Regions from separate parts of the Sus scrofa genome. Here region 2 is linked to region 1. The links are chromatin contacts, called in public HiChIP or PLAC-seq maps. All regions are on one chromosome and are shown on one strand. The core of a region is the stretch at or near the end of the contact, and the rest is flanking DNA. Distances in the headings are between cores, read along the strand shown.

Region 1 (3,391 bases), core at 278-2,777:
GATCATCTTTTTTGAGATCCAAAAAAGAGACTCCTTACATGAAGCAAAACCAATTAACATTCATGGATATAAGAGTAGATGCTAAGAGGTATACCAAGTGAAATGAGACATGGTCTCTCTCTTCATCAATTTAGTTTGGTGGAAGAGGGTAAAAAACCACCAAGATGAAACACCAACCATATTCAATTGAGTGATAAATTATGTGGTATAGACAGCAATCTATTTAGCCAAACCAACATAAAAATGCTATCAATATCTGATGAACAGGGCAGTCTGAGAGGGTAATTATTCCATTTTTAGACTGGAAACAGAAGCTATCACAGCTATGAACCACAGGTATCATACTAAACCACAGAGGTATTTTGCAAATTTGAAGGCTTGTTGAGTTTGTTTTTAAGTATAACAGAAACTGGAGCAATAAAATCAAATTCTAGACCGTTGCTTTTCTAAGAAGAAAAAATTACCTAAGGAAACAAATTGTACCTGAGATTTTTGTCTTTGGGTTTCGACTACTGGGAAGAGCTCCATCCAGAGACTGAGCAGAGTGAAAAGGTTGACTTTAGAAAGCCTTGGTATTTCACCTACAAAAGAAAGGGCAAACATCTTAAAGATTTACCAACGATGAAAATAAGAACTAAGCTCAATGCTACTTGGGTGCTGAAGTCCTAGTTCAGCTGTTTTAACAGGAGGCAGAGAAAAAGGATTTGTGTACTGGAAAATCAAAGTGCTTTCTTAGCAGGAGACTGGTATCAACCGCCTTGCCAGCAATCTCCTGTGGCGCTTTCAAAAGTTGGACCCTGTCACCCGGCAGAAAAAAAAAAATAGTATAACTCATCAAGGTAGCTATGGAAACAATCCAAAAGAAGTTATGAAAATTCCTAGCATCTGATGTCATCGTGGAGCAAGTTTTACTTTGGATTGTGATGAGACGTTGCAACAAGGGCCGCAGTTAGAACACAGAACTAAAAATACGGTGACCTTTGAAGGTAAAGCAGTTGAAATACAGGAAAGTGTCCCGTGCGGTTAATTTTGATACCAAGTCAAAAACAAGGTTGGGGGAATTTTCAGGCTCGTCGATCCCCGTAGATCCCACCTCCAGATCCTGGAGGAAGAGTAAAGGGGGGCAGTGAGCGCAACTTCAAAATCCTGTGCAGCGGGGCCAAGGAATCCCGGTGACTGAGAGAGAGACGCGCCCAGGGCGGAGATAGGACACACTGGAATAGAAGGGCAAGCGGGGACTGGAAGTGAAACCGCGGGAGACGCACAGAGGAGAGCGAAAGGCTGGGGGGCGGGAACAAGGTTCGAGGCACTCACCGGTCATGCTGCCAGTCTGGGTGCTGACTGACCGCCCAGCCTCCGCGCTCTCCAGATTTTGCATCTGCCCTGCTTCTTTCATCCCCAGCCTAGCTGTCTCTGCTGTCCAGGAAACCTCTCGCTATTCGGCATGATCTTTGCCCCAGCTACTCCACCTCTCGTCCCCTCCCAGCAACTGTACAGCAACCGCCACCCCGGCGCAGCCCAATGACGTAGGAGCCCGGCCGCCATTTCCGGGCGCCTTGTGTGACGTCACGAGGAAGCGTGGCCGCCGTGGCGCCGCGCCGCTCCTTTCCCGGCGACCGGGTAGATAGGAGACGCTGTGCAGTAAGTCGTTGCAGGCTTGTATTTGACTCTGTTGTTTTGCTGAAGTATGGTTGCTTGAGGATGTCTTGGCTCGAAGTCCCAGGTTGCGCAGGCTCTGACAGGCTGATGAGGGCAGCGCGCGCCTGAGAGTTTGGGTCAGAGAGCGAAGGAGAATTGAAATGGGAACCTGCCCCATCTGTGGTCTGAGAGAATTTGAGGGCGAAGAGGGGTGAGCTGGGCGGTCCAGATTGCTATCCTCTGAGAGCGACCTGTCCTAGGGAATTTAGTGCCGGGGACCACCATAGGGACGCTGTGCTTCTTATTAAACACATGAGGAACTGAGAGTTGGAACCGTAATTGTGGGGAATTGCACAATACGGGGGTAGGAGGAAGTGGCCCCTGGAAAATCTGAGAAGAACGTGGCATTGTGGATTTGTGTCCAGTGCAATTTCTTTTTATTATTTTGTAATTGTCCTAGACGGGACTCAAAATGAAGCCCTTCCTTCCCCTAGTGACTCAGAGCCTGGTTTCCATCACCAACTTGTGCTGTTATCACAACTTGGTATACTTAAATATAGCAAGACAGAAAAACTGCTCAAAGACTATGAAAGCAAAAGCCAACGTTAAAAAGTACATCATCTTGTGGTAGACTCAAGAGAGAATCTAAAGTGTTGATGAGTATGATTATGGTTCATTAATTTTCACTATAATAGTATTCATTGTAGCTATAGATCACCATTTACTTATCCATATTTGAGTCAGAAGACATTTGCACTCTCTCCATCTTTTTGCTGTTACAGACAATGCTGATTAAAACATTTTTGTTGTCGTGGGAGCGGCCCAAGAAATAGCAAAAAGACAAAAAAAAAAAACCCAAAAAAACAAAAAAACCAAAAACATTTTTGTTATGTCTCCTTATGTTCATGTAGAAGAGTTTCTTTAGGGACTAAGGAATAGGATTCTTGGGTTGTCAGGTTTCCCAGCTAAAGCTGAAAAGTTTTCCAGAGAGATTGTTTGCCTACCTGGCTGGCATAAAATGGTTTCTCATGGCTATAATGTCCCCTGATTTCTTCTTGGGTTGATTGTTTCCTCTCTATGAAATACCCATTAACCATTTCTCTATTTTGGTAGTTCTATTTCTTACTCATTTTGTAAGCATTTCTTTCTTTCTTTCTTTTTTTTTTTTTTTTTTTTTTCGGTTGTCCCAGGGCCAGGGACCAGATCCAAGCCACAGTTGTGACCTACATGGTGGCAGCGCTGGGACCTTTAACCCACTGCACCCATTGGATATCGAACCTGTGTCCTAGCTCTACAGAGACACCGCCCACCCTATTTCATCACAGCGGGAACTCCCATAAGCATTCTTTATACATCCTGGGTAGTCCTTCTTGGTTGGGTATGTATGTAGTTAATATCTTCTCCCCATTTGTCACTTGCTTTTTCACTTTTTTTCCTTGGCTTTTTTAGGGCCAAGGAGGCACATGGAGGTTCCCAGACTAGGGGTCAGATCAGAGCTGTAGACTGGCAGCTGTAGCTCTGATTTGACCCCCAGCCTGGGAACTCTTATATGCTGCAGGTGTGGCCCTAAAAAGTTAAAAAAAAAAAAAAAAAGATATCTTTTCTATTTCCTCTAAAAGCCACAAATTTTTCCTTTTATATTTATACCCTCATTCATCTAGAACTTATTTTTGTGTATGATGTGAGGTAGGAATCTGATTTTTTTTTCCACTTGCATAATTAGTTGTCCAGCACTATTTCCTCATTGATCTGC
Region 2 (3,391 bases), core at 378-2,877, 490 kb after region 1:
ATCAAGTTAGGTTGAGTCAAGAGACTTATATCCCTGCTGGGGGAGGCTTCAACCTGGTTTAGCTGCCTTTGTTCTATTCTCTATTCCTGATTAAAGAAATCAGAGCACAGCTCTGGTATAAAGTCTGTCCACTTTCCTTCTGGGGACACAGGGTCCAGAGGAGGTAAGTGCCAAGTCTCTGCTCCTGGAAAGCCAGGGTCATCCACCTGCTGCTTCCCAATTTAATCCAATCAGTCTTTGCTGTGCCTTTTAATATTAATGAAATTTATACCTATTCATACAATTTAGTAGCAGTGGCCAGCTATTAAAATGCCCTTTTTGTGTTTGGACCCTTGAAAAGTTTGCAAATGAAATGAAGTCAGGCTACCTTGGCAGAACACTAAGAGATGCTGTGCTTGATTTTGATGCTTTTAGATCATTCTGGAGGCTCTACCTCTCTCATTTCTAACCACTAATGCGCTGGAAACAAACTCATCACTTTAAAGCATTAGTAAATTGAAACGCTCAAGTAGACCCTTGTCTCAAGAGTTTATGGGGTTGAGGTGATGATAGAAATTTCTAGAAGTCTTATGTTTTCCTCAGATGACTCTTGCATTATTTATATAGTATTGAAAGGAAGACTTAGGTGGCTTGCCTAATAGGGTATCTCCCTTTCCTGTAAAATGTATTACTTTTCGGGTATGGGTCAGAGATAGGAAGGCATTTCAGATAACCTAGAACAGTTTTAAGCTTGCCACTCATTAGAACAACCTGGGAAATTCTTGAAAGTTGAAAAAAAAAATGAAAAACCAACTGCAGATGACTGACTCATCACCACAAGTTAAGTTTCAATCATTCTAAAGGTAATTTTCTAATCTGCCCAGAATCAGGTGATTCTGACAATGTATAGCCAGAATTGGGAACTGCCGATTGTGGCTGCAAGGGGGGTAATAAGCAGATTATAAGCACATGTTCTCACACACGCCTTCCCTTCGGTAAATTTAGTGAAACTTACATTCTCAAATTTAACCTCCTCTCCTCAAAGAATAAGACCCTGACTGGAAAAAAATATATCTTACATAATCAAATGACCCAGTCTATGAAAACTAGGAAAGATGGTACAGTGACCCAAACAGGGGAATGCTTAAGTATAGTAAATCTCTTCAGTGCAATTTATGCAGCAATTTTTAATTATAATTATGAAGCATTTACAGCAATGTGGAAAAATGTATGCTTTAACCGAAAAAAGAAATATAAACTTATCCATGTTTTCGAACATAACTATGAAAATCAGCTAAAATCACACGCAGACACATAATAAGGAATGGAAAGAAACACCCCCAAAATACCCATTAGATACTACCTCAGTGGTGGCTTTTGCTTCCTTCCATTTTTTTTTTTTATTTTTGGACTTTCCCAATATTTTTCGAACTACCATGTATATGGTAGGAAAAAGTTTATAGTAGAACAATATAAAACTTGCTTTTCAAAAATTATTCTTCTGTGAAGCAATAAGCAGAGCCTGATTGTTAACAATGACTTAACAAAGATAAAAACGCTCACCTGAGTTTCCCTTCTTTCAGCTGCCTTAGATTTTGTCTTCCTGTCTCTGCTATCTTCCTCCTCCAAGTAATCCAGCTTGCTTGTTTAAGAGAAAAATGAAACAGCAAATTATACTTTATGAGCAGTGTCAGCCAATAGCAAGAGAATAAGGAACTCTGGTCAGCAAGTTGTCTGCGCTTTACAGAACTTTAGTGTGAGTGCTGCTGCTTCCTTCCTTCTCAAGAAGGCGACATCTGAAGACAGAAACCTGACTTAGCTCTGCCCTCTAATGACTGTTTCATTAGCATTATTCACAACAGATCAAGGGGCTATGACAGGCTAGAGTTGGGGTTTTAAGCTGCTTTTAGTTCTCCTAAATGTTTTTGTTTCCATGGCAATGCTAATATCAACACCACCTTATAAGTACAGAACTCCAGAACTATTTAGAGCAATTCCCATCACCCACTTGCTTTTTCAGCTTACTTGCACATGAGCGGAAGCCTTACCTTTTCTGCTGAAAATGCTGTCAGAAGTTATCAATGGCATCCTCGTTGCTCACGTAAAAGGTCCTTTCTCGGTCCTCATCTTCCTTCCTCAATTTGTGTGGCACAGTTAACCACTGCCAGTTGCTTATAACTTTCTCCTCCTTGTTTCTCTAACTTCGTTGGTTCTTATTCTATCCCTTGTATTGTTCCCTCTACTTCCCTTTCTGATTCCTCTTTTTCTAAGTGTGAGCCTGCCCCCAAAGTCTGTCTTCTGATGTCTTCTCAGCACATTCTCTTGCTTTTGTCTTTATTATCCACATCCAGAGCCAAAATTAATAAGGCTGAAACAGAGCTGTTCTCTTCCCTCCCAAGTGCACACTCCCCCATTACCCCATCTAATCAAGTGGCATCACAAAGATTCAGTCAATCTGACTCTAACCCTAGAGATCATTCTTAGCTTCTTTCTCTCCTCCCACAGCTGACATCCAAGTCAGCAATTCCATTTGTTCTACCTGCCAATTATGTCCCAAGTCTAATCATTTCTCCCCTTCCCCATCCCCAATAAAATCCTCAGCATGGCTTGACTCGCTGCAGTAACATTAGGCAAGAAATAAAAGGCATTCCAGTTGGGAAGAAAGAAGTAAAATTATGTCTGTTCACAGATGATATAATCCTATATGTAGAAAGGCAGGTTGTGTGTGCGTGTGTGTGTGCGCACACACACACACACACACACACACATACCTCTGTTAGAACTAATAAATGAATTCAACAAAGTGGCACAAAAAGCAGTTGCATTTCTATATGCTAACAATGAACAACCCAAAAAGGAAATTTTGGAGTTCCTGTCTTGGTGCAGTGGAAACGAATCTGAGTGGGAACCATGAGGTTGCAGGCTCAATCCCTGGCCCCACTCAGTGGGACAAGGATCCAGCGTTGCCTTAAGCTGTGGTGTAGGTCGCAGACGAAGCTCGGATCTGGTGTGGCTGTGGCTGTGGCCGGCGGCTATAGCTCTGATGAGACCCCTAGCCTGGGAACCTCCATGTGCCGTGGGTGCGGACCTAAAAAGACAAAAAAAAAAAAAAAAAGACAAAAGGAAATTTCATTTACAGTAGCATCGAAAAGAATAAAATACCATGGAGGTGAAAGACTCCTTTCAGTGCACTGAAAATAAGTCATGGCTGAAAGAAATTAAAGACATCAGTAAGTAGAAAGATACCTGACGCTGGTACTACTCAAATCGATGTACAGATTCAGCACGATCCTTATTAAATTCTCAATGATGTTTTTCCATAAATATAAAAACCCATCCTAAACTTCATGTGGTTAAAATAAAAAACAAACAGGGACTCACCTTAAAAATTCTAAGGACAAAACAAAACTAG

The links. HiChIP or PLAC-seq counts read pairs in DNA pulled down with a chosen protein or histone mark.
Region 2: an H3K27ac HiChIP or PLAC-seq map of alveolar macrophages shows a contact between it and region 1. The contact joins the promoter of CYSLTR2 here to the promoter of CDADC1 in region 1.

Annotation. Positions count from the first base shown.
Region 1 is chr11:18,516,610-18,520,000 of Sscrofa11.1, forward strand. It overlaps CDADC1 (cytidine and dCMP deaminase domain-containing protein 1), which reads right to left and starts at 1,528. Exons shown (of 10, transcript XM_003357836.4): 1 at 1,315-1,528; 2 at 484-581. The coding sequence starts at 1,396.
Region 2 is chr11:19,009,388-19,012,778 of Sscrofa11.1, forward strand. CYSLTR2 (cysteinyl leukotriene receptor 2) reads right to left here and starts at 1,628. Exons shown (of 3, transcript NM_214130.2): 1 at 1,543-1,628.